Linked DNA regions of Hordeum vulgare: region 1 is linked to region 2. A link is a contact called in public Hi-C data. All regions are on one chromosome and are shown on one strand. The core of a region is the stretch at or near the end of the contact, and the rest is flanking DNA. Distances in the headings are between cores, read along the strand shown.

Region 1 (4,640 bases), core at 1,791-4,290, 740 kb after region 2:
ACGGATGTTGTTTCTTTGTTTAGTTCGTTTCTTCGGTTTTGGAATACGTGTTCACTTTTTTTTAAAAAGTGCTCATTTTCTCATGTTTGTTTCTTCTTCTTTTTTCTTTACTGGTTTCCTTTGTTATTCGTTATTTATAGAACTTTTCTATTTCCCCATTTTCAGTGCATGAATATGCTGGTCTTTTTCGGTAATCCACCAGCTCCTGGAATGTGTGGAGCTGAGAAACTCTAGCTGTCGTATTTTGAACTACAGCTCTGCGAGCTCCGCTCCCGGAGATGTGGAGCGGAGCGTATCCGAACACGACCTAGGTCTCGTCATAAGCGAGACAAAACTGCACTCTTAGTTAGTTGCACTCGCTTTCGATGAGCATGTGTCTCGCCTCTAGTCATTCTGTGTATCCTGGCCCATGAAACTGGTTGTTCATGTTCTCTTCTTGTGTCGCTCCATTGGTTTTCCCGATGAAACCAATTTCGCGCATGTTGTGTCGGTAATTTTTTTTTGAGAGGTTGTTGTAGTCTGGCCCCTTAATTGCGGCGAATTGTCACGACTTCACACAGGGACTAAGATGCTAACAACGACAGATGGGCCGGCCAGTTCAAACTACATTCAGATCGCCCAACTGGTTTTGGGAACCTTCTAGAGGTTTCAGTCGGTTTTTTCTGCTTTCGGGAAACTTCTAGGAGGTTTCTTCAAGCGGCTTTTTTTTGTTTCTTTTTTTCTTCTTTTTTTCTATTTCTTTTTTTCTTTTCTGTTTATGTTTCAGAAAATGTTTTGGATTTTTAAAAAATGTTCCGGATTTTCAACAAATGTTCTTAAATTTCAAAAAATATTCCAACTTTAATAAAATGTTCCAAATTTAAAAAAGTTATCGCTTTTCAAACTTCATTCATAAATTCCAAAAATGTTTAGGATTTTCAAAAATTGTTCATCAAAGTCGAAAAATGTTTTTACTTTTTTTAAAAATGTGCTGGGTTTTTCAAAAAATGTTCTATATTTTGAAAAAACTGTTCAGTATTTTATAAATATGTTCTGGATTTTTCAGAAATTGTTCTTCAAATTCGAAAATGTTTGACAATTGCTCTGGATTTTAAAAATTGTTTTCAATTTAAAAATGTTTGACAAATGTTTTAGAAAACTTTGCACTTCCAAATTTGTTTACAATTTTTCAAAAAAATTCTCGTTTTAAAATTTGTTCTCAAGATTCGAAAAAGTTCATACTGTTTTTGTCCTTGCTTTCAAATTTGCTCTTTGTTTTTCAAAATGGTTAAAACTGTTCGCGCTTCCAAATTTCTTTGGGCTTTTTCAAAATTGTTCTCTGTTTCAAAATTTTGTTCTCAAGGTTCAAAAAATATTCGGGCTTTAAGAAATTGTTCGCGCTTCCAAATTGTCATGATTTTTCAAAATTGTTCTTGGTTTCAAATTTGGTTCTCAAAATTAGAAAAATGTTCATGCTTTAAAATGTTCTTGGTTTCTTTGCGGTTTCAAATTTGTTCGGGGTTTTTCAAAATTATTCTCTTTTTAAAATTTTGTTCTCAAGTTTCAAAAAATGTTTGAACTTCAAAAAATTGTTCGCGCTTCCAAATTTGTTCATGATTTTTCAAAAATTTTGAAATTTGAAATTTATTCTCAAAATTTTAAAAATGTTTGTGCATTAAAAATTGTTCGTGTTTTCAAAAAAAATTAGGGTTTTCAAAATTAATCTCCTTTTCAAAATTTTGTACATAGATTCAAAAAATATTCATTCTTTAAAAAAATTGGGCTTCCAAATTTGTTCACAACTTTTCAAAATTGTCCTTCAATTTTGAAAAATGCTTTTACTTCAAATACAAAAAGAAAAAGAAAAAATAAAGATAAAATGAACCACAAAAGGAAATAAACTGGAAAGGAATAAAATAACAGAAAAAAAGAAACAAAGCTCGGTCGGGCGAGTCGGGACTCCCCTCTGTGTGGCACAGGAGTTCCCGTCCCAAAGAATGCTAGGTAGGAGGGAAAACCCTATTCGCCTCTGTGTGAAGCGGTGTCAGGGCTTCACACAGAGCTGGAGCGGGATTGATCTCAAATGGGATGGACCATTTAGCGGGGTTGCAGCCCTGGTTTTGGGAACCATCTAGGTTCCCAGCCAGTTTTTTTTCCAATTTTGGGAACCATCTAGGTTCCTAACCGTTTTTTCCGGCTTTAGAAAACTTATAGACGGTTAATGAATCAGTTTTTTATTCTTTTCATTTCTTTTACTCTTTTATGTTTCTTTTGTGAACCGGTCCTTAAGATTCAAATTAGTTCTCCGTTTCAAAATTTATTCGCAAAAATATTCACCTTTCCAAATTTGTTTGTGCTTTAAAAAATTGTTAGCCTTCCAAATTTGTTCAGATTTTTCAAAATTGTTCTTGATTTCAAAATTTGTTCTCAAAATTCAAAAAAATCATGCTTTAAAAATTTGTTCGGGTTTTTCAAAATTGTTCTCCGTTTCAAATTTTGTTCTAAAGGTTCAAAAATGTTTGTGCTTTACAAAATTGTTAGCGCTTCCAAATTTATGCATGATTTTCAAACTTTGTTCTTAAATTTAAGAAAAATGCTTTAAAATTTCTTCGTGTTATCAAATTTGTTTGGGGTTTTTTCAAAATTATTCTATTTTTAAAAATTTTGTTCTCAAGATTGAAAAAATGTTCATGCTTTAAATAATTGTTCGCGCTTCCAAATTAGTTCACAATTTTTCAAAGTTGTTCCCGGTTTCATAATTTATTTATGAAATTTCAAAAATGTTCGTGTTGTAAAAAATTGTTCACCCTTCCAAATTTGTTCACAGTTCTTGAAAATTGTTCTTCAAATTGAAAAAATATTTTTGCTTCAAATAAAAAAACAAAAGGAAAAAGGAAAGATAAAATAAACCAAAAAAGGAAATAAACAGAAACGGAAAAAGTAACAAAAAAGTAAAAAGTAAAAGAAAAAAAGAAACAAAATTGGACCGGCCCAGACAGGGCGCCCGCCCTGTGCGTCACAGGAAGTCCCTGCCATAATGAGCGGTAGGTAGGAGCTCTTGGTTAATTATGTTATTGTACGCGGCGCACACCCTCCTCACCTCACCGATGTTGCGTTGGTCGGTCCAATAGGAGGTTTCCTTGGTAGTTTATTCGCCAGTTTTGGGAAACTTCCGGGCATGTTTGGGGAAGCTTCTACAAGCTTTCGATGGAGTTTTATCGTACTTTTTTGTTTGGTTTTTAACTCTTTTTTTTATTTTTCCTTCTTCTTCCTTTTATTTTTATATTTCATATTTTTATTTCTTTGGCTTTCTGGATGGTTTTTACTTGCTTTCTTCTTTGCCTTTTTTTTATCAAAATCTATGACCTTCTGATATTCGTAAACTTTTCTTTGAAATCATGTTTTTTTTTATTTGTGAACTATTTTCAAAATTGATAAACTTTCTGAGAATTCATGAACTGTTTTCAAATCCGTGATTTTCTTCTTCAAATTAGGTGAAATTTTCCCAAATTCATAAAAAATGAATTTTGTGATTCTTAATGTTAAACTTTGTTCGAATTTGTGAACTTTTTCATGAAACGTGATGATTTGTTTAAATCCGTGAACCTTTTTTCAAAGCTTGGTAGACTTGCTTGGAATTCATGAACTTTTTTCGAACTAGATGAAATTCTTTCAAATCCATGAACGTTTTCCTAAAAAATTGTGAACTATTTTTAAATTTGTGATTTTTTCAAAGAAAAAATTCATTTCCCATTCACTACTATGAAAAAGCAAACTTAAATTACCCTATACAACACCACATAGTACAAACAGGATAACGAGGCATGTCCGATCAAACTAACTTAATAGCATCCAACTGTCCAAAATAAATCAAACATCTGCCAATCAAATCAACGATTCAAATCTAATGTTATGTTGGCACAGCCCACACACGTCGTGCTAAACAACCCAAGGATGCTACCTCCAGAAAAAAAAAATATAATCATCATCTGATCTCGCTAAGTAGGTCAACGCCACCACCCGCCACGAACCGCCTCGCCCCATTGTCCTCGCCCCTGGTTTACGTGACGTCCTCGCCCCGGTGGATGTGCCGTCTCGAGGCACCCCGGCCCTTCCTAGAGAGTTGCCTTAGCTCTGGCCTACACTCCTCGCCCTATTGGCCGACGTCTCGAGGACACATCAATCCATCATCGTGTGTTGCCCTAGCTGTGGTGTCCACACGGTCCTAGCCATGGTGGCCTAACCGTCTCAAGGATAATAGGCGTACTTATAGCCTTGTCCCTGCGTAGATTACATCATTGCATTTTGCACACCTTATGATCAGAAAATAAAGGAAATTGTCACAATGACACTGTCGATTTGTGTAATCTGATAAATCATGGTCTACTATATAATTTGTTACCTATACAGGACACCATGTCACAACACGCCTGTTTTATTAAAGAATTAAGTAGACAAGCACATTAAGATTCCTGGTTAGTTATTTCTCGCCAAGTGGTTTATGCACCGCAACATTAGTGTGAATAAGACAAAAATAACAACATGTTTAATACCAATCCTTGTTTTTGAAAACACTATGACTATATGACACCATATAGAAGATGCATGTATTTCAGTCGATACAGATCTTGTTCAAACTGCCTGTCGACCATGGAGTTGCA
Region 2 (4,271 bases), core at 256-2,755:
ATAGAAAAGGAGTAATCTAGATGTGAAGGAGCTTTAAATAAGCTGAGATTATATAGGATGATTAAATTCAGCTACTATGGTCAGCTGCATACCTTCTACAGACTAAAATAACATCTAAAATCAGGAAAAGGACAAAAGGAGGAAGTACAACTAAAATAAAGCTGAAATGGCATTGGCAAATATTCAGTTTTGTGCTGTCAGAGATCTCACTGATCATCTATCGTGCGTCATTCCAAAAAAATAAAACATGTACGCAACTATCGTGTGTCATTCCAAAAAATAAAGCATGCTAGTTGCACAGTATGCCTCCCTAGTCAGTAGTCACCGACCATGTTTAACCGGCTTCGAAGCCAATAGCATAACAATCTGTCTGCCGGGGTCCATTGGACATCATAAGCTACACAGGAAGACATAGGTACCTTTGGTTGGTGCCAAAGAAGAAACCGTACGAATATTTTGGTTGTGGGTAAAACTTCCGTCCTTGTTTTGTTTGTATGGCTGTCAAATTTTTGGCATATGCCCATGCCACCTTGCCTATTCTGGTTCATTTTCCTTCCCAGCATTGGCCAAATCATGAACAAGCAAAACCTTGACCAAAATTGGTCTCAAACATAGCACAGCCCAAGGCACAAACATAGTGCAAGAGCTAGTCCTTCTTGAATCCAGACTTATCATCTCGGTTCAAGTAAATACTACCTCTGTAAAGAAATATAAGAGCGTTTAGATCACTACTGATCTAAACGCTCTTATATTTCTTTATGGAGGGAGTAGTACATCACAAGAGGTTCTATATATGCCAGTCATGGCATGGTGCGTGCAATATCAGAAAGGCTCTAGATGTCATTACCGTGCCGCGTGTGTACAACCTAACATATAAAATACTAAACTACAAGAAAGCAAAGAACTAGCATCTTAGAAGCAGCAAAGGATCATAGTATCTCTCATCACCACCAAAGTAGCAAAAGCGGAAATTTCCCCAAACAACCGATTTGCACAAGGGGGGGGCATCAAATTCCAGGTTACGTAGAGACCTATTTGATGAGACGACTCGTGGTTCGAGCACATGGAGTACACAACTGAGAACGAGTGAGCGAACCGGACGACTTCGACCTAGGGTTCGCGCGAACCCGAGCGGACCGCCCGGCGCCGACCCAAAATTCAGCAGCGAGCTGCGGCTACAACTACTGCGTCGCAGGATTGGCCACGAATTGCGCGAAACCGATGGCCCTACAGGGGATCTGAAGCTAGGTTGTGCCAGAAGGGAAATGATAACGCTCGGGGAGATGGGGGATTGGGAGGTGGGGAGCGAGGGGAACCTGAGGACTTCGTTGTCGCGCTCGGCCTCGCTGACCTCGGCCAAGAAACTCTTGAGGAGCTGGTCGTCGTCGGCCTCCGACGACCCCATGGGTGTGCGGGGAGGAGGAGAAGGGTGTCGCGGCTCGGGTGGGCTCCAGCTCTGGGAGCAAGACGAGAGCGCGTTGCGTCGGAGGCACGAGACACGAGCCGGCCGCGAGAGAGGGACAGGGAGAGAGAGAAGGGACGGTGCGGATTTGTTGGGCTCCCAAGGGCGCAGCCCACAGGGACGCTCGACTCCAATCCAGCCTGCGCGTTTCGGCTTTATGGGCCAGATCTCATCGGGTGCCGCCCGCCGTTTGCCAAAAAGAGGCTGGCACTGGGCTGGCCCAGTAACTACGTGCTACGCCATGCTGTCGTCAAGCTCACGAGATGTAAGTTTTTTCTTTCTCCCCCGCCCCCCCCCCCCCCCGGTTTTTTCTTCACAATTTTGTTTTCGTTTTTTGCTTTATTTTTTTTATTTATAAATCTTTATATTTACCTTATTTATACTATTTATATATATATATGTTATATCTTTACCTAATAATAATAGGGGCGACGACGGACAAATAGACGGCGGACGAGCCCTAGGGATCGGCCGACGGCAAACATTTCTCAATAAGTAATCAATTTTATATATGAAATGATAAAATAAGGGAAAAGGGATAGAATTTTGGTTTTAAAATAAAATCCATGTAACATTTATAAATAGTTAAATTCGGCTTTATTTTGTACTCTTATTAGATGGATAAATAATAGAACTACCTTATACAATTAAAAAAACTCTTATATTGTTGAAACAAAAGACAAACAACGTAGGCTAACAATATTTAACACTTTGATTTTAATCAGAACGGTTGATAATGGATGCAAATTGAAAAGGGTACGCACAATATTAACCATGTACAAAAAGTCTTATCATTCTTAAATATAAGTTTTTTAAGAGATTTTATTAGGAGTCTACATACGGAGCAAAATGAATAATCTACACTTTAAAATATGTCTGTATACATCCGTATATAGCCTATTAGTGAAATCTTCAGAAAGACTTATATTTAGGAACGGAGGAAGTAGTTGACATGTATAAAACCGAGTCCAGCATGGACACGCTCAAATTTATATCACGTAAACAAATGTGGGAAGGTCATATAGCACGTCAAGACCAAGTCCAGAATGGACTCGCCCAAATTCATATCACGTAAGGAAATATGGGCAGGTCAAGACCATGCACTCAAAAAGGAAAAACATGCACCCAAGCAAATTTATCATGATTCATCACTGAATAGGAATGTGCTTTGCACCGGCCATATGACACAAATGCTAAAATTAATCTTTAGCATCTAGCATCCCTGAAAAAACATCTTGACTCTTGAGTACCCATGATTTATTATCAGAGGGATAACGTAGGTGTTGCACCAGCGATGGTGTCGCGAGGATGATAGCTACCGGTCTTGCTGCTCCATGTTTTGGTAGTGCATCTTTCACACCAGCAGGATCCACCACAGCATATGCGATAAGCGAGATACTCAACATCTTATGACAGCATACCCTGCACAATCGTGAGGGCCACAAGTCTACCACATTTTTTTAGCCACCTGTGTTAATGAAGAAACGCGTAAGCAATACTTTTGAGGCATAAGCACTTGATCTTGGCTCTATCAAGTAGTCACTTATTATATTCCTCCACAAAAAAAAGTAGTCGTTTATATACTACCATCAAGACAAACTATGCAATAGGTTTATTAATATACATGGTTTGACATTATAGGAAAAAAATGTATAAAAAAGTAGAATGGGGACGAGGAAATTACACTTGAAAAGGAAAGCATGGCACCCAGAATCACTAGTAGAAAACAGGCTTTTCGTTTGACCCTTTAGTCCCGGTTTGATTTTGAACCGGGACTAATATGACCATTAGTTCCGGTTCCAACGGCTAGGAGCCGTCGGTGGGCACGGCCATCATTAGTCCCAGTTTTATTTGGACCTATATCCCGGTTTGTGACACAAACCAGGACTAAAGGGGTGGTGGCAGTGTTCCGTCAGGCTGGGCCCCCCACTAGCACCTTTAGTCCCGGTTTTTATCACCAACAGGGGCTATATGTGGACCTTTAGTCCCGGTTCATTATACAAACCGGGACTAAAGAGTTTCCTATATAAACCCCTTCGTCCAGCCCGAGCTCATTGCTCTGTTTTCTCCACTCTCTCCTCTGTTCTTCACCTTGCTCGAGCTCACCCTCCAATTTTCACCAAGATATGAGGCACCCTATCTCTCCAAGTGTTCACAAAGGTTAGCAACGTTGTTCTTTCATGTCTCATTGCTAGATCGGCTCGTGCAATGCTCTATAAGTATAGTGATTTGTGGGTTTTAGTTTGGGAGTAATTATGTGGGAGTTTATTTGATTTATATGCAACTTGGGCTCAGATTAACTTCTTAGTTTGTATGTGTAGGTATGGTTTACTTAGTGCCTTCCCGTCTTCGTCCTAACCACCGTCGATCGCCCGCACCGTCCCGTCGCCGACTCCACCTTGGTGATCCTCTTGTTCTTATCCTTTTTATTCCAAAAAAAATCTTATTTTTGTATGATTTATATAGTTTTCTTACGTGTATGATTTTGTTATACATAGTGTCATGGTCTTGATATCCGTCCCCATCGGCCCTCGTCCGGTTTATGATTTGGATGTGGTATATTCTCTTTTATAACTATTTGTTGCATGTCTTGTTTATATGACAATTATGCCCATCAAGTTGACATAGATATTTTTATCTAGGAGGTGTCTGAAGCGGAAATTGCATTCGACCCTCTTGTCGAGAAGTTAAATTTAGTTGAAAAAGAAAATGAGTATTTGAAAGAAAAATTGAAAAGAATTGAAGAAGAGAAGATGAAATTGGTGTTGTATGTTGCCGAAGTCTTCGGTAATCACAAGATTAAGATGGA

What was found. A called contact is a pair of places that touch in the nucleus more often than the background predicts.
Region 1: a contact with region 2 is called in a Hi-C map of leaf, with 3 times the contacts expected there. The contact joins the enhancer-like site here to the promoter of LOC123449100 in region 2. A contact is called at or near these places in 3 of 6 Hi-C or Micro-C datasets (leaf and seedling).

The regions. Positions count from the first base shown.
Region 1 is chr4H:491,532,116-491,536,755 of MorexV3_pseudomolecules_assembly, forward strand. No RefSeq gene overlaps it. Among protein-coding and RNA genes, the nearest start is that of LOC123446675, 16 kb to the right of the region's middle. Within about 2 kb of position 3,041, at least 3 of the 3 cell types and tissues checked have open chromatin away from gene starts, as enhancers often do. A contact at or near this core is called in leaf and seedling, where this site is marked.
Region 2 is chr4H:490,797,558-490,801,828 of MorexV3_pseudomolecules_assembly, forward strand. It overlaps LOC123449100 (J domain-containing protein spf31), which reads right to left and starts at 1,506. Exons shown (of 9, transcript XM_045126187.1): 1 at 1,317-1,506. The coding sequence starts at 1,405.